Regions from separate parts of the Gossypium hirsutum genome. Here region 2 is linked to region 1. The links are chromatin contacts, called in public Hi-C maps. All regions are on one chromosome and are shown on one strand. The core of a region is the stretch at or near the end of the contact, and the rest is flanking DNA. Distances in the headings are between cores, read along the strand shown. Region 1 holds the start of LOC107921286 (AT-hook motif nuclear-localized protein 1). Region 2 has its middle 29 kb from the start of LOC121216183.

Region 1 (3,539 bases), core at 755-3,254:
TGAACCCAAATTCATCCAACTCTTTTCACTATTAAAATTATGTTATAGTCTTAGAGTTCTAATATTTGGTAAGGAATTGGACCAAATCTAGATTCGAGTTAAGTGAACCCTAAATGGAGGGTAGAGCATTCTTAATATTTTTTTCTTCGTCCATAAAGATATCAAAATCTTATCGCTTATCTCACCAAGCATTAATTTTTTTCTACTATATTAAATAAATTGGAGAGAATTAAGAAGGGAAAAAAATTAATTCATATAAATTTGTTATATATGATGCTATTTTGCTGTTGTCGAAAGTTGGATTTAATGTGAAAAACCCAATATTTATGAACTTAAATCTTCCTGTTGTCGAAGAAAGCATGAATCAACTACCCACAATGTGTTGGGTGAGAAATAGAGAACAAATAATACTCAAAATGGATAAATCTTTAAGGCTTTTCTTCTTGCTCACATTCATTATTTTATTTTGGTTAAGTAATACTTTTCAATTAGGTTTGGTGAGAATATTATTAGGAGAGTTAGCATTAAATTAATTGTATTTGGTAATTTTTAGTCATTTATATTGTTTTTAAAAAAAGAAATGAATTTTTTTTTACTTAAAGTGATCTTATTTTTATTATTAACACTTTTATCATCCTTCTAATTTCAGTATTAAATTTTTTATTATTATGAAATTTTATTTTAATATTTATGTAATAATTAAGTTTTTCCTTAACAAAATACTAAATAAAAAAAACATTTATATCGTAATATATTCAACTTAGAGATTTATATTTTTTAATCTAATTTGATTGTTCTAATCTAAGTCAGTAATACATTGAAGAAATTCCATTTATTGGTGAATGTGAATTTTTTTTGAAAAATCTGAAACTCAAAGTTGTATAAAATAATTTAAAATAAGAAATATGATTATTAAATAGTTATATTCAATTAATTTTTCATTTACAAAAATCGAGCTTAATCTCATTATTTGAAGTACGTTAGCCTATTAACAAAGTTTTTAAATAATATTAGTGGCTTAAACTAAAATACAACAACATAATAATAATATCAAATTTGAAATAAGAGAATAAGTTCTCAAGAATAATAACACATGAAAAACTATTATTTGAACTGAGGGTTGGAAAGAAGACAATGTTAATAAAGCTAGTTTGTTTAGCTCGCCTTTCTAAAATTACTATTTAATTTCTTAAAAATGTATATATCACAATCACATTTGAACATTTATATTAGATATATTACTAAAAATAACTAATATTATATATAGTGAACTAGATTCATAAACAAATTATATATATTTTTTACAATTTAAATAATTAGTAAAAAGAAGCAAGGATGAGGATGGTGAAGTTGGGATTACCTAGAGAAGGCATTCCTTTACCTCTCTTGGAAGAGGAGAAAACAGAAGGAGATAAAGTGAAGGCAGGAGTTGAGGATGGATATGGAAATGGGATCCTAAGCTTCCCATCTGCATCATATTTCCTTGGCCTCCCTCTCTTTTTCTTCCCTAAGCTATCCCCACCTGCACCTGCTACAGGAACGATTGCTGTTGCACCATCAAGGCTCATGTTCATCACCAGGCTACTCACTGCTGCAGGTGGTGAGTCTGTGTCCGAGTTGCCTAGTGATCCAGATATCGTGCTCTCCTTTTCTTCCATTTTCTTTTGAGAATATATATATATGACAATATACCAAAATTTGGGTTCTTCTCAAGAACACTAAAAGTTGGGTGTTTGCTTTGAGAAGCTTTTTTTTTCTTTAAATGAAACAAAATAAAAAAGAAGATGAAGTTTGAAAGTTGAAACAAAGACAGGATCCCTTCAAATGGCGCCAGAAATGGAAGGTGGTTTACCTTTTTTTTTTGGAAAGAAACAGAGAAAATAAAAATGAGATTTTACAAACTTCCCTCCATTAGTGGTGGAGGGAAAGGAAACTGGGGAAACTAAGCTCTTTCTTTTTTTTTTTTTGGGGGGGGGTTGTCTGGACTGGACTCCACAACCTGAAAACAGGGTCAATTACTATAATAGAATGCCTTTTTTGTATTCATTTGATCCCCATATTGCCCCTGTAATGTTGTCTATATAAATTTACTAAGGGTAAAGTATCCCTTAAATCTCTACACTTTTCGAAATTTTAGATTTTAACTTCTGCATTTTTTATTTTTAAAATTTTAATTTTTTACTTTTTCAGATTTTAAAATTTAGATTTCACTGTTAATATTATTTTTTTAAATTTAAATTAATTATAACATTATTTTTAACTACATAGTCATTAAGTGAGTATTTTTTTATTTCAAAATGTCACACCAATAAATTTAACAAAAAAATAATGTTAAACCTAGATGTTGAAATCCGAAAAATAGATAAACTAAATTTCTAAAAATAAAAATATAAAAATTTTCTAAATTTTTAAAAAATATAGACATATTTTAATAAAAGAATAAAGGAAATTCCGACCAAAAAAAATTGAAAGGAAATGGGTACCGATTTTATTTTATTTTAATTTTTTTCTTGTGTGACAATTTTACTCAAACTTTTAGAAATAGAAAATATTAATAATAGTAGTAATATGTTTTTTTTGCCCAATATAGTAGTAATGGTTTTAGAAAAGGGTAAATTACGTAAATAGTCATCTAATTATTAAAAGTTTTTATTTTAGGCATTCAAATTAAAAAATTGCAATTTAGCACATTACATAGTTCGATTATTTTGGTCACTTCCGTTAAAATCACAAACGACAACTTAGGCGTAGTAGTTAAAAAATAGGTATAATAAAATTTTTAGTCCTCAACTTTTACATATCATATAGATTTAGTAATAATTTTAAAAAATTAACCTTTAAAATTTATAAATATTCTCAACTTAACTCTAATTCTAAAAAATTAAAAAAATATAAAAATAAAAAATATTTTAAAAATATATAATTAATTTAAAAGATATATAAAATTTTAAAAAATTATTGTTGACAAAAAAATAGCATATGAAATTTAAAAATATATAAAAATACGTAAAATTTAAAATTATCAAGAAATTATGATAAGATACAATACAAAGCCTTTAGTAAAATCTAGACCTTCCATAAGGCAACAAATCGAACGAAACAGCACACTCTTCTCTTAAAATTAGAAAATTTACGAATTTTACTGATTATGAAAGGGCAACCACATTAAATAACAGAAGGCTATAATTATCTCCAGCTTACATTGAGTGAAAAGCTTTGCCAAAGATAAATAGAATGAAAATGCAAGAATGGAAGGAAAATAAAATAAAATTTTATTAATATAAAAAATTATCTCCTCTACATTGATAAAGGGCTCGTGCCCAATAATACAAGTATTACCCACGGAGGGGTTAACAGCATCTCCCATAGGAGCAGCGTTAGAAGGGGGACCGACGCTTTCAAAGGCATCACCATCCATTTCTTTGTTTGACGAGCTACCTTCAGTGGGATCGTCATCTATTGCTGCAGCAGATGCTCCCTCCGATGAAGTAGTCAAAGGAACTTAAAGTCGTCTCTGAAATTCCCGCCAATCCTCCTCG
Region 2 (3,873 bases), core at 248-2,747, 130 kb after region 1:
AATAAATTTTTATTTTCATCAAACTTCACTATTGAATTATTTAAAAATTTTTATTTAAATAATTAAGCTATTAAAATAGATGCTATATGATTTTTTTTATTTGCACTTTCTACACCAATCAAAAGTTTTTTTTCCCATTCTTTTCTACAATTTAAGTTTTTTTTAATGAAATATATTTGGATGTCATGAATTTACGAACCAAAATTTAAATAACATTTTTCTCCGATCTCCAACATTGACCGTCAGACTGACTTGGATCTAAAGTATATTCTTCTACTCATCGATGAATATTGATCCACCGTACCGATCATCGAATTGTCACTTGGAACTCGTTGACGGAACTTAAAAAAACACAAAAAAACTTAACAGCCTAGTAACTTAGATAAATACTTTTGAATAGTTCAATGACTTAAAATGAAAATTTTTGAATAATTCAATTACCAAATTGTAATTTTTTTTAGTTAAGTGACCAAAATAAAAATTTACGAATGAGTAATTTAGCTTTAATTTATTTGTTAGTAGCCATTTTCTTATACCTGCAAGAAATCCTATTAATTTCTTATTTCTTTTTCATTGGGTCTTTAACTCATCTAACCATTCTTTTGGCAATTTTTGGAAAAAAAATTGAACAAATAAATTAAAAGAGAGAAGGCAAGAAAGAAAGAAAGAATAGAGTAATTGCTTAGAGAGGTAAATGCTTGTGGAGGAGTCTGTTTTCTATTAGTGTAATATCTTAGGCTTTTAGGAGTACCCAGTAGATTAGTCTTTTTTGAATACTGTATTGACAGCAAATTGGTGCAGTGGTCAAACATTTGGTTGGATTTACCAAAATATATACGCTTTGGTGTAAGAAAAAAACAATCATTATTTTGAGAGAATAGAGGGCACTGATTATGTATATTGTAATGTGATAATATCACAATCGAATGATTAGGATTAAATTGAATCCATAGTTTCGATTAGTTGATTTTGTACAACCATCTTTGATATGTTTGCTATTTTTACTCAATTAATTTACTCACGATCTTATCCTACCCATAATATGATTTAAAAATATATATATATATTTGAAATAGTTGAATTTTTCATAGGTTGAATCATATCATTGGTAAATTAGTTAGGAATGATATATTTTATTTAGAATTTTAGTAATTTAACCACAAATTGTAATGATATCATGGTTTGGATAAATTTTTAACATACAAAACTTAATCTAAAACCATTTTTAGTAAAAAGGACTAAAATGAACTTAATATAGATATTTTGGGTAAAGTGATTGTATTTTTGGATGGAAATAAAAATCTAAACAAGTTTTCAGGCTCCCATGTGATGCAATATTACTATAAAATTCACCTAAACCTACGGCGAAGGATATCGCTTTTCCTCGTAACATGAAGCAATGATGAAATCATATGCATTTGAATAGAGCAGCAGCAGAAGATGGCTTATTCCAAAGATAAAATCATTCTAATTACCAGCTCATCCTTCTACCAGTATTTTTTTTAAAATGTAAAATTTTGGTTGGAATCATATTTTAATTTTCAGAGCCAAAGATCATGCATCCATCAGATGGGTCAAAATGATTCATTTCTTTTATATTCCTTGACATTCAGTGACTGTCTGCAACCAATTAGGCCCTAAATATTCTGGGATGCTTATAGATAGACTTATATTAAAGCAAATATCCATAAAAGCACCAAGAAAAAGTTTGAGTTTGGACCACAATTAGTTGACGATGTGTAGGTTTGAATTGGGTTGTTTTTCTTTTCAAGCTTAATGCTCTGAGAACCATTAATTTATGGCCCAATTTGAGGGACTAAGCTGACCTTCATGTTTATTCTAATGGGATGAAACTGGTTTGGGATCATCATGGCATTTAAGAATCTGGTTGTTCAAGCTTGAATTTGATAATTCTTTGTTAGTATACTACGTAGTTAATTATAAGTGATTTTATGTTTTGGTTATTCATCTTAAAATTTTATTATTTTAGTTTATAATGTTATTACCATTTGATATTTTGATCATTTTTTTGTTAAATTATTAATGAAATGTTGACATGATTATCATTTATTAATATAATAAATTTAGCTTTTCATTATTTATATATTCTATTAACTCGATTTTAATTTTAAAAATTCAATCATTTAAATCTCAACTCTACACATTCTATCAATTGAATCTTAATCTTTAAAAAGTTTAAAAGATAAAAATTACAAAAAAAAAGCTTTAAAACATAAAAAATTATTTAAAAAATCATTTTTCAATAAAAATACATAATGTCACCTTGTATCAAACAAGGCTCGCTCTCCTCCCAAAGAGCTCGGAGCGCAGGGGAAACTTATTAACCCTCCGTTTGTTTTGAAATTATAGTATTAAATACAAACTATAAAATTTTTAAATGGGGGATAAGTCATTGAGTGAGAGTGAAAGATGATTTCGTGAGTTTATATTTATATTTAGACTTTGCACTATGTATGATCCCCATTGAGATCGAGACCCAAGAATAAAATTCAATTGTGTAGTTTCCTTCTTCAATCGTTTGCTTCACATCCATCTAAAGCTAATTAAAGCAATGGAAAAAAAATTGAAAACTTTTTGGTAAATGAGTGTGTAGTTTGGGCATCCCCAATAATTTTTTAATTTTTATATATTTTTAAAACTTTTAGCAATAGATATGTTAGACAATCTTTTCCGTGCTTGTACGAGCCTACGTGATAGAGGATCGCATGCGGATCAAGATCGAGTTGCCAAGTCACGGAAAATTCCTACGAAAGCTATAGACACTCGGATCTGAAGCGAAACAGAAAATTAAACTTAGAATCAATTAAATCTGAAACGAAAATACCTAAAACAATAAAGGATCAGCCAAGAATTGAAAACACTTATTAATAGGGATTCTTGGAAGCCAAGAACACGTAATTGAACTTCAAGAAAGACTCCAATCAGCCGAATCTGACAATTGAACATGAAACAGAAAAAGTTAAACTTAACAGATTACAAAAACCAAAAATTGAAATAGAACTAGGGTTCGTGCAGCAAGAAAGAGGGGAATTATGAATCAAGAATGATTCTTGATGCCCAAGAATGATGTAGACTTTCCAAACCGAATCTGAAAAGAATAACACAAAAAAAAAACAGCAAATTAAACTCAAAAGTCCAGCAAAACAAATTGAATCAGAATTAGGATGATTGGACGGCAAGATCAATTGAAAAGGATTACTAAAGAACGTTTCTTGCTGCCAAGAAGGGTGCCGATCAGATTCTTGAAGAGTGTAATGACTGGAAACGCAGCAAAAGAGATTAAAACAAGTTAATCAATAAATTGGCACAAGCAGAAAAATTTAAAGAGGAATAAACAACAAGAAAAATAAAGAAAAGTCCTAAGAAGCCTTGAAATCGAGAAAGATTTCACAACTCTCTTCAAACGGCTCTAATCTCCCCTACAATGTAGGACAATGGCAAGAAGAAGGCTGAAGATGACTCACACAATAAAAAAGATTGTTAAAACTACTTCCAAAGAAAACTCAAGAGAAAATTCTTGGAGAAAACTCAAAGAGAATTTTCACTCAACAAAATCTGGTTTCAATGTATAATTCAATATTTTTTCTTCATAAGGTGGCCGACCAAGCCTTATTATAGGCCATCTAACTATTTTCCTAATCCTATTAGAAAACTAAAAAAAAACCTAATTATTAACTTCAAAGAGGAAATTCGGCCAAGGCTTTTAATGGGCTGCTTGGGCTAAATTTTTACATGGGAATTAGATCATAAAGTCTAAAAATTAAAACTAAGTATTTAAAGAATTAAAATTTTACAAATTGGGCCACTTTGACAATTTGGCCTGATTTTCAACTAAGTCTAATTTAAATTTCT

What was found. Hi-C and Micro-C count contacts between places; a contact is called where the count stands out from the background.
Region 2: a Hi-C map of fibers shows a contact between it and region 1, with 2.5 times the contacts expected there. The contact joins the enhancer-like site here to the promoter of LOC107921286 in region 1. A contact is called at or near these places in 7 of 34 Hi-C or Micro-C datasets (anther, fibers, hypocotyl and 3 more).

Annotation. Positions count from the first base shown.
Region 1 is chrD04:38,818,846-38,822,384 of Gossypium_hirsutum_v2.1, forward strand. It overlaps LOC107921286 (AT-hook motif nuclear-localized protein 1), which reads right to left and starts at 2,005. Exons shown (of 6, transcript XM_016851159.2): 1 at 1,361-2,005. The coding sequence starts at 1,658.
Region 2 is chrD04:38,946,199-38,950,071 of Gossypium_hirsutum_v2.1, forward strand. No RefSeq gene overlaps it. Among protein-coding and RNA genes, the nearest start is that of LOC121216183, 29 kb to the right of the region's middle. Within about 2 kb of position 1,498, at least 1 of the 9 cell types and tissues checked has an H3K27ac peak or open chromatin away from gene starts, as enhancers often do. A contact at or near this core is called in fibers, where this site is marked.